Regions from separate parts of the Mus musculus genome. Here region 2 is linked to region 1. Evidence: chromatin contacts called from public promoter capture Hi-C data. All regions are on one chromosome and are shown on one strand. Each heading gives the region's core, a stretch centred on a gene start, on an enhancer-like site or on the middle of the called end of the contact. The rest is flanking DNA. Distances are from core to core; before and after follow the strand shown.

The links. Promoter capture Hi-C pulls out the DNA fragments that hold promoters and counts their contacts.
Region 2: a contact with region 1 is called in a promoter capture Hi-C map of pre-B cells, with 2.4 times the contacts expected there. The contact joins the promoter of 2810410L24Rik here to the promoter of Snhg16 in region 1. A contact is called at or near these places in 2 of 39 promoter capture datasets (cranial neural crest and pre-B cells).

The regions. Positions count from the first base shown.
Region 1 is chr11:116,666,327-116,673,579 of GRCm38.p6, forward strand. Snhg16 (small nucleolar RNA host gene 16) reads left to right here and starts at 5,334. Exons shown (of 5, transcript NR_027821.1): 1 at 5,334-5,430; 2 at 5,838-6,029; 3 at 6,338-6,412. It overlaps Snord1c (small nucleolar RNA, C/D box 1C), which reads left to right and starts at 6,179; the gene lies at 6,179-6,256. Prcd (photoreceptor disc component) reads left to right here. Exons shown (of 5, transcript NM_001163318.1): 5 at 1,706-2,063.
Region 2 is chr11:120,188,443-120,194,939 of GRCm38.p6, forward strand. 2810410L24Rik (RIKEN cDNA 2810410L24 gene) reads right to left here and starts at 1,414. Exons shown (of 3, transcript NR_030682.1): 1 at 998-1,414; 2 at 47-234. It also overlaps Gm9734.

The DNA.
Region 1 (7,253 bases), core at 4,084-6,583:
GAGGTTCCAATTATCATGCCTCATTTCTCCCTTATGGTCAAATTGAGGGCTTGAAGTTGGGTATAGTACTGCTTATCTTTGATCCCAGCACTTGGGAGGCAGAGGCAGGCAGAGCTCTGTGAGTTCTAGGCCAGCCTGGTCTACACAGTGAGTTCTGGGACAAGCAGAGCTGCACAGTGAGAGCCTGTCTTGAAAAGAAAACCAAAACAAAAAACAGAGGCGAGGCTAGACAAGTAAAGCAGTCTGTTCAAAGTTGTGCAGTCTGGGTTCAGTTGAGCTGGGATTTTCTTCCAGCCTGCTCCCGTCACAGAGCATGTGCTAAAACACCCGCCACAGTAAAGGTGTCACAAGGGAAACCCGGGGTGCCGCAGCGTGGCAGCCCAGCCGAGAGCACACAGAGAGGTGTTTTAAGATGAGCTGGAATGTGCCAAGCAGAGGCAAGGATGAGGGGAAGGAAGCCAAAGCAAAGGGAACAAGCAAAGTTTACGCAACATCAAGAAGGCAGGCAGGGATTTCCCGGAATGGGGGGGACAAGTCCAGGAAACAACAGATGAGGTCCAGACAATACTGCATAGTCTTCAAACTTGTTTATTTTTAAAACTCCGTTTTTTTTTTTTTTTTTTAAAGATTTATTTATTTATTTATTTATTTATTATATGTAAGTACACTGTAGCTGTCCTCAGACACTCCAGAAGAGGGAGTCAGATCTCGTTACGGATGGTTGTGAGCCACCATGTGGTTGCTGGGATTTGAACTCCTGACCTTCGGAAGAGCAGTCGGGTGCTCTTACCCACTGAGCCATCTCACCAGCCCTAAAACTCCGTTTTAAGTGGCAATTTTATTAGAGGAAATGGATTTGCAGATAAGGTGGCTGAAGGCATAGCTTTTCTTCCTGTGTGTGTGTGTGTGTGTGTGTGAGTGAGTGTGTGTTGGAGACAGAAACTTATTGTGAAGTTCTGGCTAGCCTAGAACTCACTCCAGGCTGACCTTAAACTCACAGAGATCCACCTGCCTCTGCCTTGTGAGTGCTGAGATTAAAGGTTTATGCTACCATGCCTGGCTTCTTCCAGGGAATCCTCCCTCCCTCCCTCCCTCCCTCCCTCCCTCCCTCCCTCCCTCCCTTCCCTCCCCCCCCCCCCCAGACAGGGTTTCTTTTTTCTTTTTTTTTGGTTTTTTGAGACAGGGTTTCTCTGTATAGCCCTAGCTGTCCTGGAACTCACTTTGGAGACCAGGCTGGCCTCGAACTCAGAAATCCGCCTGCCTCTGCCTCCCGAGTGCTGGGATTAAAGGCATGCGCCACCACCGCCCGGCGAGACAGGGTTTCTTTCTTTGTGTAGCCCTGGCTGTCCTGGTCACTCTGTAGACCAGACCAGGCTGGCCTCATAGTGCTGGAATTAAAGGTAGCGCCACCACACCTGGATTCCAGGGAATTCTTCGTGAGGAAATGGGGAGTGTGGGTATCATTTAGGCTAACTAGAACTAGAACTCTCAACAGAACCCGCAGCTTGAAACTTAAACAATAAGACTTCTTCCTTACATCTCACATTCGGTATTTCACTGAAACGTTTAAGGCGTATCCCACATACCGAAATAGTACACATGAAAGGGTATCTTTAAACCAACGAGAGATGAAAGCCGAGGGTCTCAGGGCTGACTCTCTCCAGAAGTTGACCAGCAGTCTCAAGGACTCCTTTTTTCTTTCCAGCCCATCCTCAGAGGGATTTGGCTCTTGCTCTGAGGGGAGCCTCACAGATTCCAGACGGCCGTGGCAAGTCCAAGCATCGCGTCTCTACCATGTCCCAGAGCCAGAAGAGAGGCTGTTGTTTGGAAAGGCAAGAAGAATTCCCCAAACTTGGCCAGAATTGTATTGTAGACAAGATGGAGGAGGAACAGTTTACAGGAAGGCCTCCAACGCGCCTGCACACAGATGCACTTCCTGTGAAAGCACTGGTGCAGATGCTCTGAGTGTAAGCAGCCAGTGTCTTGGAGGCATCAGCAACCCTCCTTCATGACCTTATTAATAAAGTCCAAGATTCCCTTCGCAATTAAGAAGGGAGCATCAATACTGTAAAGACTGCTTTCTTGCTACGGGTTTCAGAAACCACATCTTTCTCAAATCCTGTCAGTGACTTCCCCTGCCCACAAGGCCAGCTGACTAACTCTGAGCCTTGGGTTGATAGCCAGCTTGCCTGTTTCCCACACTTAGCGCTGGACTGTGGTGCTTCACCTGATAGCTGTAGTCTGCACTTGTAGATCTCGTAGAATGGTTATGGGATTCCACTGTACACACGGCTCAGCTGCACCGGATCTCAGCCGCACGGGGCACAAGTGAGATCACAGTAGCATTAGCACTTCATTCTGAGCAGCTCTGACCTTGGCTGCTCATTCAGGGATTCTGATGCGGCCTTTGAGGCTTTTCCAGTTATTTCTGGACTGCCCACACACACAGTCGTACCTCGGGCCTGCTCAGGCACAAGGCCTTTGGAGTTTGCTCCAGCCTCTTGGGCGGCCACTGCCCAGCTGCTGGTGGTACTCTTACTGGCCGTGTGTCTGTGGCTGTTCCACGACGTATAACTGAGTTGTGCAGGGGAAAGTGTGCCCTTCCAGGTGTGAAACCCACACAGAGACCTACAGGCAGAATAGTGGCCTCTCTGCACACTGAGTGGCAATTAGCCTGGAGCCCTGAGACAGCAGGAGATCCCAAAGCCAGACACCAAAAGGCTCCTACAGAGTCTCCTCCTCCACTCTGCCACCGCGTGGCTCAAACCAACAAAGCAGGTGGCCAGCATCCTTGTGTCAATGTTACTTTATTAGCCTCCAACCACCTCTGGAAAGACAGAAAAATGCAGCTGGGGACATCGCTCAATTGGTAAAGCACCTGCTGCCCAAGAAGGGGACACGAGGCCAGATCCCTGGTGCTCACTAAGAAGCCAGGTGAGGGGCTAGAGAGATAGCTCAGTGGCTGAGAGCGTTTGCTCTTCTACGGGGCTCAGGTCCTAGTCACAGAAACCAAATGGCACCTTACAACTGTGACTCTAGTCCCAGGGGTAATCTGACACCCTCTTCTGGCCCCCGTGGGCACCAGGCACACACGTGGTGCACAGACTGTACACGCAGGCGACCCCCACGCCAACACACTGCATAAGTAAACAGAGCAGCAGCAGAAGGTGGGAACAGTGTCTGTTGTCTGAGCTCTGGGAAAGTGGAGACACAGGGGATCCCTGGAGCTCACTGGTCAGTCTGTCTGGCCAATCCACAAGCTCTAGGGTTAGTGAGAGACTTGGACTTCACACCTAAAGTGGAGAGTGACTGAGAAAGGCACCCAAAGTTGATGTCTGACCTCTACATGCACCCACCTACTCTCATACATGTGCACCTGCATACATGTTCATACCCACACGTCAATTTTTAAAGACACAAATCCTCCTCCGCCCTACTTGTCCCCCTGGAAGAAAAGCTCTTATGTAGTAGGTCAACTCGCTCAGCGCATTAGCAACCGAATGATAAAAGCATAAACTCTGCGGGCTGAGATCAAACCAAGTCAGGCACCACTGAGGCTTTAACCAGCCCCTCCCCTCCCCTCTTGACACGTGTCTTCTCATCTGCCAGATGGGATAGTCCCAGGGCTTCATAGATAGCGAGGGTTAAAGAACCTGAGACAGTGAGCAGCCACCTAGCGAATCCAATTCGTCATGTGCTAACTACCATTATTATCTTGTCTGCCGAAGGTCACGTGCCCACGAGTTTCACAAGCGGCTTTGGGCAAATTCTTGAGAATTCCCCCTGCAAGTCTCACATGAAAGAACTTAATGTGCCGAGAGAAAATGCATCCTTCCTGTCAGAACTCAACAAAATAGTCTGTCTTCAAGGGTAAGATAGAAAATTCAAGGGCCTGTGTTCTTGCTGAATACATTATTGATTATCTCCTTGGGACATTCTGTGAGAAAGACACAGCCCAACACTAAGCCCAGCACTATGAGGGAATAAAAAAAATATTAAGAGAGTTCCCTCCCCCCAAAAGGACTCACAATTAAATTAAAGGAGAGAAATATACACGGATATGGTCATTAAGAGTGAGTAACAGATTTCCACATTAAAAAGATGATACAGGCTAAATGCTACAGAGTTCCATTTGAGGAGGACTGGAGGACCGGGCGAGGGTTGTGAATAAAAGGCTCTAGATCTTGTAAATTTAAACTAGCTTGTAAATAGGTATAAGTTCTGGCCCTGCCTTGCCATTTTGTCCTATTTAAAAATGAAGTCAAGATGCCCCATGCAAAATGATACTCTAAACGAACGAGGCAGGATCGAAAGACATGGAAAACACGCCCACGATAGAGGAAGAGGGTCCCTCATTCAGGAATCCTGTCAAGTCTCTTGCCAACAGAGAAACAAGAATTCTGGCATAATTACCAACTGCTGAAGGCCCTTTTGCCCTTCCCAGATATTAAACTACAATTTTTCAGCGACCCTCACCAATTACACCACCCCCACCCCCATGCAACCCCTAGCGACTTGTGCCTACAGTTCCATCCAACGCTTCTCTGGGGCCAGCACACTTATTTCACTTACCAAGATAGCAAGAAAGTGGGGAGGGGGTGTCTCCTAGCAACCTTTTAAGATGTAACTCACGAGCTACTAGAATTATACATGGCTAACACAATCAATTGCAACTCTCCTTGAGCCAGTTCCCACCCTGGGTATGCATTCTTCTTGAGCGCTTCTCTTTCTCCTAATCCTCACACTAAACCCCTCTATTAAAATGGTTTTTATCTCCAACTTATACCGGCTAGTCCTCAGCGCCGATTTCATTGTATCTTCCCTGTGAGAACAGTGCCACAGGCAGGCGAATACCTGGGGCTGCTGCTGCTGCTACTGACGGTCGCCCCTGCAGCTCTCGAGTGCCCCCTGCCGCCGGAACCCGCTCTCGCCCCCATCTTAAAAGCTTCTGCCCATTCCCTGGGACTCTCCCTGGACTTCACTAAGGAACTAAGCCAAGTGACATTTCTCCACCCCAGATAAAAATCTGCAGCACAATTAACGAGCCTCAGTTTCCTCAACGGTCCCTGAACCCTCGAACATTCTCCACCTCCCCAGACTTAGCGGGGGACCGCCGAAGTTCACAGTCCAAGCTCCTTACCCCGAACCCTCTGCTGCCCCTGGTGGCTGCCACCATCTTACCCCTTTCTCTTCACTCAATGTGAGGTGAGACGACCCATTCTTGGCAACGGTAGATTTAGAACTACATTTCCCATCAAACCATTCTCGACATCGCGAGAGTTCCGGCGAGACTTGCGGAGGGGAGGGAAAACGGGAAGACTGCGCGCAAGCGCGATCTCGTCCTTTCCGAGGTCCTCTGCCGCGTGTTTGGAAGTTATGGCCGCGCGGGTCTGTGGTGTTCTCCCTGAAAGGCCTAAGCTTTGGGTGATGGTAAGTTGTGGAAAAGGGAAGATGAGGTTTTTCCTACACATACCGTCGACACGCTTGCTCTCTCCGGAGGTGACGTGTCGACGATCAGCCCTTTCCTTTGCTATTGTGGGCCTTAGGAGGTCTGAGATGCTGTCTAAGGAAATGCTCCCCAGACTGCGAGACGTTTGATGCGGACGGGATGAAGCCCTTTTTGGTCTTCGATCTCCCTTCTCTTGGGGCGGGGAGCGGTCTTCTCTCTGTGACCCAAAGCCAGCCATGTGCTCAGCTCTGTCTTCCCTGGGGTCTCCATTGAGGGTGGTGGCCTTAAGTGAACACGAGTGACTCCTGCTAACTACAGATTGTCATGAACGGGATTGAAAACTGAAAGCCGTTAGCTCTAACGCGGCATAACTTCTCCTTCCCCGAAGGCATTGCCTTTTGGCACTCGGGAGACAAGATGCAGGTTCCGTCTCAGAAGTAATGGCTGGATCCCTGAAAGCCAACGGGCTCGGTGTGGTCCACCCGTCAGAAGGCATAGGTAGATGGTGGGCATCTGCCTCAGACATAGTTCTCAAGTTCAGCCAGAAGAATGCGCGTTGAGCCCTCTGCAGCCCGTGTCGGTAAGGGTTCCAAACAAGTCCAGAAGAGGGTCTGTGCCGGTGTAATTTGGGGCTATAGAGTGTCGTTCTGCAACTCAACGTGGTTGCCAGAACCGGATTTCCAAAAATGAGTTGGGTTGGCACTGGGGGGTTTGGGGGGCCTCTTGCTGGTTGAGCTGAGGATGATTTAAGTTATCCCTGTCTGAAATGACACTTTTGTGAAGAGTCATGGTTTACTGAGGCTCGACGTTTTGAGGTCTGTTTTGAGAATGACCACAGTAAGGTTGCTTCTGTTAGAATGAAGTGGGATCTCTTTATTACTCCTTCAGACGGAGGTGTTGTCTCCAGGAAGCATCATGGAAAGGCGTGGTGGTGCACAAGGGCCTTCAGGATGCCTGCGCCTGGTAAGAGCTTCATAGAGTCGCAGGGGTTGTGGTAGCTGGGAAGGGTTGGTTGTTAGGTTTGGGGTGGGGGTGGGGTTAGAGGTTGTTGGGGATTGATTGTCCAGAGGAGGGCGTGGTCCTCCTTACTCAGCACTCTCACAAGCTGCATTTAACATTGGTGAATACAAAATTGTTCCTCACTCAACTGCTAAGTAAACTGACGTTCAGTGAGTGGGTTCTGTTTCTTTTGTATATGCGTGTGCCACTGCATCTATGTGTCTGGTTGACTTGAGTGAGTTTGGTTTCCCCTTTAGCCACCAAGCTGTTTTTTGGCCTAGAAATTGGGTTAAGTAAAGATTTGGGCCTGCTACCTGGGAGTAGCACAGAGCCTTGTCTTCTGTAACACAGAATCACTGGCTTCCAAACCTGGATATCTCTCAGAACACGTAAAAAGTGTTAAAATACACACATTTCCACCCAGGTCAGTGGATGAGACGGGTATGGAGTGGAATTAAGAGTCCTCGAGGTTTGAGCAGGCATGGAGAAACGGTTTGATGACCATTCTCACAGCAAGACCAGAGCACTGGCTATGTTTAAGCACCTCCTGAGATAGGTTTTTTTAATCCTCAGTCTTAACAGACAGCCATATGCTTTTGTACATGTGGGTGGGGAAAGGAGACACTCCTTTGTATAGTGTCACCTCTTAGTGGCAGGTGTGGTAATGGCTGCCCTTCAGTAGGGTCGCTGTAGTGGGTGACCTGTACCATTTTAGGGATTTCACTGATAGTCTACAAAGACTTGCCAAAGACTCTGGCTCAGCTGTAAGGCAGATGCTGCTGGAAGTGACCTTTTTCCAGAGTCT
Region 2 (6,497 bases), core at 164-2,663, 3.5 Mb after region 1:
CTAATTTAAGGGGTGGGAAGGATGGGACAAAAGAAAAACAACCCACCTTACTTTGCAATCTTCCTCAAAGAGACTGGGAGTACTTTTCATTCCATAGGGGTTTCTACCCCACCAGCCAGAGCCCCGTTTCTTCTTCTGAAATGGTCTTCTCACAAAGCCACCCTTAGCCGACACCGTGTAAAATCCCACTATCGGGTAAGCCAGTGGGGACGCTTCTGGCTCAGCTGCAGCTAACTTGGGAGAAAAGAAAGTGAATTCTTCAAGAACTTTAAAATAAAAGCGGCCCTTTCCCGGCAACTCGCGTCTAGCTTCGCCTTTGTTTTAAACACACATATAAAACCCTTGTCCTTCCTCGGAACGGGGGGCGGGGAGAACTGAGGGTCCACATTCAGAAGCGCTTTCCCCTTAAAAAATATTCTCGGAGGAGCTCTTTTGTTTGAAGTGGGTATGGGGGAGGGGACGGGGCCCGCTCCAGTTCAGCTACCAGGCTCTTAACAAACCACCACCAACAAAAAACCACAACTCTGAGGGTATCTCCTAACCCCGCAAATCTGGGGTTCCCGGATCCAGGAGGGATTCGTTCCTAGACACCCGGCGCGCAGCAGAAGCCAAGACCAGGTTTCCCTAAAGTAAACATCCCGGTTCAGAAAACGAGAATTCTAGGTTTCCGGGTTGGGGGATAACTGTATGAACCACTTCGAAACAGAGCCATCTTGCTGTAGTACCCATGGAGTCCTGGATGAATTTCGTGGGCCTCTGAAGAAAGTGACGCGCATTTCCACAGGAACTGGCTCCAAGCCCGTCTTACGGGTGGTGGAGAGCCCAGTAGGGATTCCAGAATACAGCTCAGGAGGCTACCCCGAGTTCGGCTACCGTCCCAGGACCCCTCAGAAAGACACGTTTGGTGCGAAAATCTCCTACACACCAGCTGGGTTTTTATTCCTTCCCTCCCCAGAGTGTGCTCTGGGCGCGCGGGAAACAAGGAAAAAGCACGTACCTGGCGGCGCTCTGAGGGCAGCCTCACCGGCCCTCCGTAGGCAAGGGAGCTCCCAGAAGCTACTCCCTATCCGGCTGGTCGACCCTAGGCCTGTCCCTCCATCCCTCCCTCCCTACCCGGCTGGTCGACCTCCGCCGAGCTAATTCTCCAGGAGGCAGGAGCGGGATACCCGGCCCGCCTTTCTGGAAATGGGATCCGTTTTTTAGCGCCAGGGCCCGCGCCAACGTCCAGGCCACCGTCGGCGCGCAGGGTTTCCCTAGTCCTTTGGATCAGCAGAGAGTGGGGCGGCCTGGACGCTGGGCTGCGGCTCGCGCACCAGCTCCCTGTTCCCGCGCGCCCTTCTGCATCCAGGCTCCGGCGTGTCCACGTTCCCAATCGCGAAAAGGGGACGAACTCTGAGCCCTCCGGGAAGAGAAGGCTGCAGCCGCAGTCCAGGAAAGAGCCCTAGGGCGGGAGGGGTGCAGGGCGGAGGGGCGGGAGAGCTACCAGCGCCCCACGGCCGCGGCCCTCGTGGGGGTGGGGAGGGCGCCCAGCCCCACCCACGTGGAGGCCCCCGCCCCGCCTCCATGAGGGCAGCGTCCCCGCCTGCCCCAGCGCCTCCGCCTAGCCCCGCCCCATCGCCTCCCGCAGCGGCCGCTCCCTTTGTCTGGGCAGCCGGTGCAAACCAATGGCATCGCGTGGGCGGTGCTCAGGTTGGCCAATAGATGATCCAGGAGGTGTGGCCGAAGAGGAGGGTCTATTTCCCCGAGAAGATACGGTAAACTGGTAAGCTTTTCAGGATCTGGGCTCTGAGGCCGAGAGTGTCTGCAGCTTCGAGCTGGCTCCGCCGTGGAATTACAAATTTTGGATTCCTTTCCACTATCTGGAAAGATGCCCCCAAATCCGGAAGGAAGTGTAAGGGAATCATATCTGGACTCTAGGGAGAGGAAGCCCCAGGGGATTTGATTTTAGAATGGCCCCTTGCACCCGGGACACGCAGTGCCTTGAACTTTGAAATTCAGGGTGTGCAACATCCCCAGAAGTCAGGAAGGTTCTCTGAGATCGAGTGGTAATAATGTGATGTTCAGCTTTCAAGGCGTCTCTGAGTTCAGGGGCAGAGGTGCATAGGCCCTCTCAGGAAGGACTACAGGATTGGGGGCCACTGCCCCAGGACCACCTTAGTGGGCAGCGACTCATTTGCTTTCTGAGCGGAGAAATATCGAGTGCTGAAAAATATTCAGGCTAAAGTGGACCACGGCCAGAGAGCTGTTGCTGGCTTGCCCCAGACAGACAGGGAAAGATACATCTCAAGTGTGCCCCAAGCCACGCCAGGGCAGCAAGTGCAGGAGACAAACAAGAGCCAAGCCATACCTACAGGAGCAGGCAGGTGTCTCCTCTTGAGTTCACCGCCTTGTCCTGGTCTCAGACCTGGAGGTGTTTCCCAACCTTTTCTCCCTTTCTGCATCTTGGCTCCAAGTGAAATCCGCAAACCAAGAAGAAAAGGAAAACAACCACCTGATGTAGGGGCTGTAATCTGGTGCCGCCGATGGTAAAATGAGCCCCGGAGGTAAATGAGGTACATTACAACCCTGGATTTGCAGGGCTCCACCTGAGCGCTATCAATCCCAGCATCTCCCAGGAGGTTGTCACAGAAGCTAACATCTAATTCCCTGTTGCTGAAGGCAGTACTCAGCCACCTTTATGGCTCTGTTTTGAAATTCCTCTTTTCAGAAGTCCAGGGATCCTGAGAGGGCCTGTAGCTAACTGAAGGGCAAGTTGCAGCACTCAGGATCTAGGACTTGTCCGGCTATGGTTGCAAACCACAGACGTGGTGATCAAATCGACCTTGAAGTTCAGCTCCCAGGGATTAAGCACCCCAGGGTGGACACAAACTGATTTTTTTTTTTTAGACCAAGAGGGATTGAATCAAGATAGTGGTCAAGATAATTCCTAATAGCCTCTCTTCCCACCCTCAAGCCCTAGAAATGATAGAAAAGTTTTAAAATCCATTACAACTAGAGAACAAGAAGAGTGCCTGGGAGACAAGTCAGGGCACTGCTCCTGCAAGAGGGAGCATGGGAGGGAAACTGCTGGCCGGCAGGAGGGCTCCAAGGAGAGCCTCTCAGAGGAAACTGTGGAATTCTGGGATCTCTGTCAGGGTGATGGGTGGGAGTCTGTGGAGACAATCTCTTCCTGGGCTGTGCTCAGTGGACTGAAACTAAGCAGATGCCCTGGAGAGTCATATGTGAAGGAGTTCTCTTGGCCTTAGAGCCTCCACTGAGGTTCTCAGCAGCACAGGAGGCCCAGTGCATAGAGACTGGACTACTGGATGGGAACACTGATGGGAGCACTGAACAGTACAGAGCAGCACAAGTTAGAACCACTGGCCCTGGCTGCAGAATTGGCTCGGTGATTAAGAGCACTTGTCTAGCACTTGCAGAGGACCTGGGTTTGAGTCTCAGTAGTTACATTGTATAGGAGTACACCATTGCTCTCTTCAGACACACCAGAAGAGGGCATCAGACCCCATTGCTGGGAATTGAACTCAGGACCTCTGGCAGAGCAGTCAGTGCTCATAAAGACTCAGTAGCTACATTGTGATTCACAACTGTCTGTAACTCCAGTCCCAGGAGAATCTGGTGTCCTCTTCTGACCTCTGCAGAAGTTGAAGGACCCTGGCCATTCTTTTCACAAGAAATCTTGGGCTTGGCTTGTGCTGTCTATTCCCAGAGAATGTGTGTTCAGGCAATTAAACTTAGTTAATTTAGTTTAAATTTATCTTAAGTATCTGAGCCTAGTTCTTGATTTCATATCTACTTCTTTTTTGTTTTTGTTTTGTTTTGTTTTCCGAGACAGGGTTTCTCTGTGTACCCCTGGCTGACCTAGAACTCACTCTGTAAACCAGGCTGGCCTCGAGCTCAGAAATCCGCCTGCCTCTGCCTCCTGAGCGCAGGGATTAACGGCTCATGTCTACTTCTTTACTACAAGTGTAAGGAGCCCTGCCCGTCCTCCTGACTTTGGGTTTGGCAATATGGCTCCCTCTGGCACATGGGATTGTTACCAGATGTGAAGTGGATAAAGTTTGAAATGTGCTAGCGAGGTCAGCCTTATTATATTGGGTGCCAAGGAGCCAGGATGAGGAGATAGTCTATTGGGAGAATAAATGGGGTGGATCTGGTCTCAGGAGGAGAGAGCATCCCAGAGCAAACCTCAGTCCCTCGGGACACTGTAAGCCATGTTCTGAGGCTCTCTAAGCAGCATGGTTGTGACAGCTGACTGGAATGGCTGTCCTGACTAATACAGAAGTGGACAGAAGGAGCCCTGGGTAGAAGGAACCCTGGGTTGTGGATGACAGGGAAACTAAGGAGGTAGAAATAGTGACATTTTCCCTGGCTACCCTGCAGCAAACTAGGAGAAACGGAGAAGCCTGTCACCTGCCACCTGCAGAAATCGAGGCCAGGTATAACGAAGGTTGCTTAGAACTGTGGAGTCTCAGGTTGAAAGGGCTACTGTTTAAATCCCCCAAATATGTAGGAAAAGTGGTCATTATTGTTTTGAGAACAATGATGAAGAAAACTTGGTCCAGGAAAAGGACATAGATCTGGTTGGGCAAGATGGCTGGCTCCACAGGTAAAAGTACCTAGTGGCAAGCTTAATGACCTGAGTTTGTCCCTGGGATCCACATAGAGAAGGAGAGAACTGATTCTCACAAACTGTCCTTTGACTTCCACATAGATGCCATGGAACTTGTGTGTGCACAAGTGCATGTGGGGACACACACACACACACACACACACACACAGGGCTTAGGCCTATAACAGCCTCAGAGTACTAACCAGATTACAGGGCTGGAAGGGCAACAGCTAACTCAACGTGTCCCCAGCCAGTTGGAGAGACTGTACTTGAGTGAAGCCAAGCTTCAGGCACAATCCTGTCCCTGGAGACAGAATAGCATTTTTTTTTTTTAATTTGTTTGAGGATGTGGGTACTCACAGATATCTGGAGGCCAGAAGAAAGACTACTAAGTTTCTACCTTTCCATTCAAGTTTTTCCTTCTCATGGAGACTCTGGCTGGGGTACAAACCCAACACAATGTGGCAGATACAATGCGAATCTGTTTCAAGCACACACAAGCCTATCTGATGTCCTCTTCCCACACTGAGTGCAGACAGCCACTCCCAAGTGTCCCATGGATGATGGCAGGGAAGCCATCACCTCGGAGACTCCTTGGCGGTGTGGAGTGCCAGCCTGGAAGTTGTTCTACTTGCTTTGGGGTGTCCAGAAAGAACAAACTGTTGCTAATGTGATGGGCAGTCAAGTAGGTGTCTACTAGATAATAGAGATTTAGCCTGAGCTAACACAGGAAAGAGTGAGTTTTCAAAGCACACGGAATATTATAAAAGCACTGGTAACATTTTCAGAGAGAAAATTGTAACAGGAATGCAGCCAAGTAAAGTGGCACCCAAAAGGCTAAGGTCATAAGATCATGAGTTCAAGGTCAGCCTGAACTACTCAGAGAATGCCAGGCAAGCCTGGGCTATGTGGTGACTGTTCAATTTCATCAACTTCAGGGTTTGGATGAAACTCCACTGTAGTGTGTACAGCATACTGAGACCCTGCCCAGACTCAAAAAGAATCTTAAAATAAGAAAAAGATAAAAAAATAAAATAATCTGGGGAATAGAGTATTCTGGTGGTATTTTGCTTTCTTCTTTACAATTTTATGTATTATTCAGAAATTTACAAGAATACATTATTTATATATTCAGGAAAAACCAAAATTATGTTTACATGAAAAAATAAAAGTAAACTTAAAAAGATACTTTCCAAAAGTCAGCTAGATGTCTTAAGAAAGAAAATATTTCCCCCTTGAAATAAAAAATGCTCTTAGCAAGCCAAAGAGGAGGATGGGCTGGGCCCTGGGTCATCATTGAGGGGGTGGGTCAAGCTGAGGAATTTTCTAGAACACATGGTGAAGGACACACCCTCCCCCAGAAACGTGTGAAGTTAAAGCCAAGCAACATGGGAAATGGGCCATTTAAATGAGATTCCAGGGAACAGAAAGAAGGAGAGGGAATAGTCACGGAAATAATAAAACTGTCCAGGGCCAAGGGAGACCCTATGAAAACATTTCAGAACACGGGGAAAAGAGATGCAGGTTCCCCGTGGGAAAACACGCTACCTCCAGAAAAAAGCAAGGAGCTGACATCTAATGTTGGAAACTTGAGATTCAAAGACAGCGAGGGCACCTTCACCGTCCAGAGGGAAAATTAGCTGAGCCTAAAGTTCCATGCCTGGTCTGACAGGCGCTCAGTGGCGGGGGGAAAACAAACACCACTTTTGGTTGTGCCAAGAGAATTTATTTCTAACAAATATTCTCTGAAATAATTGCTAGATGCCTGTACTCCAGCTAAATAAATAAATAATACACTTCAAGAGGTATGCAAGGAGGGCTACGGGGGCTGAGTCTGCTTCATCAGGGACTCTATTGGAAAATGCTCTTGGTGACATGGAGGAGGATG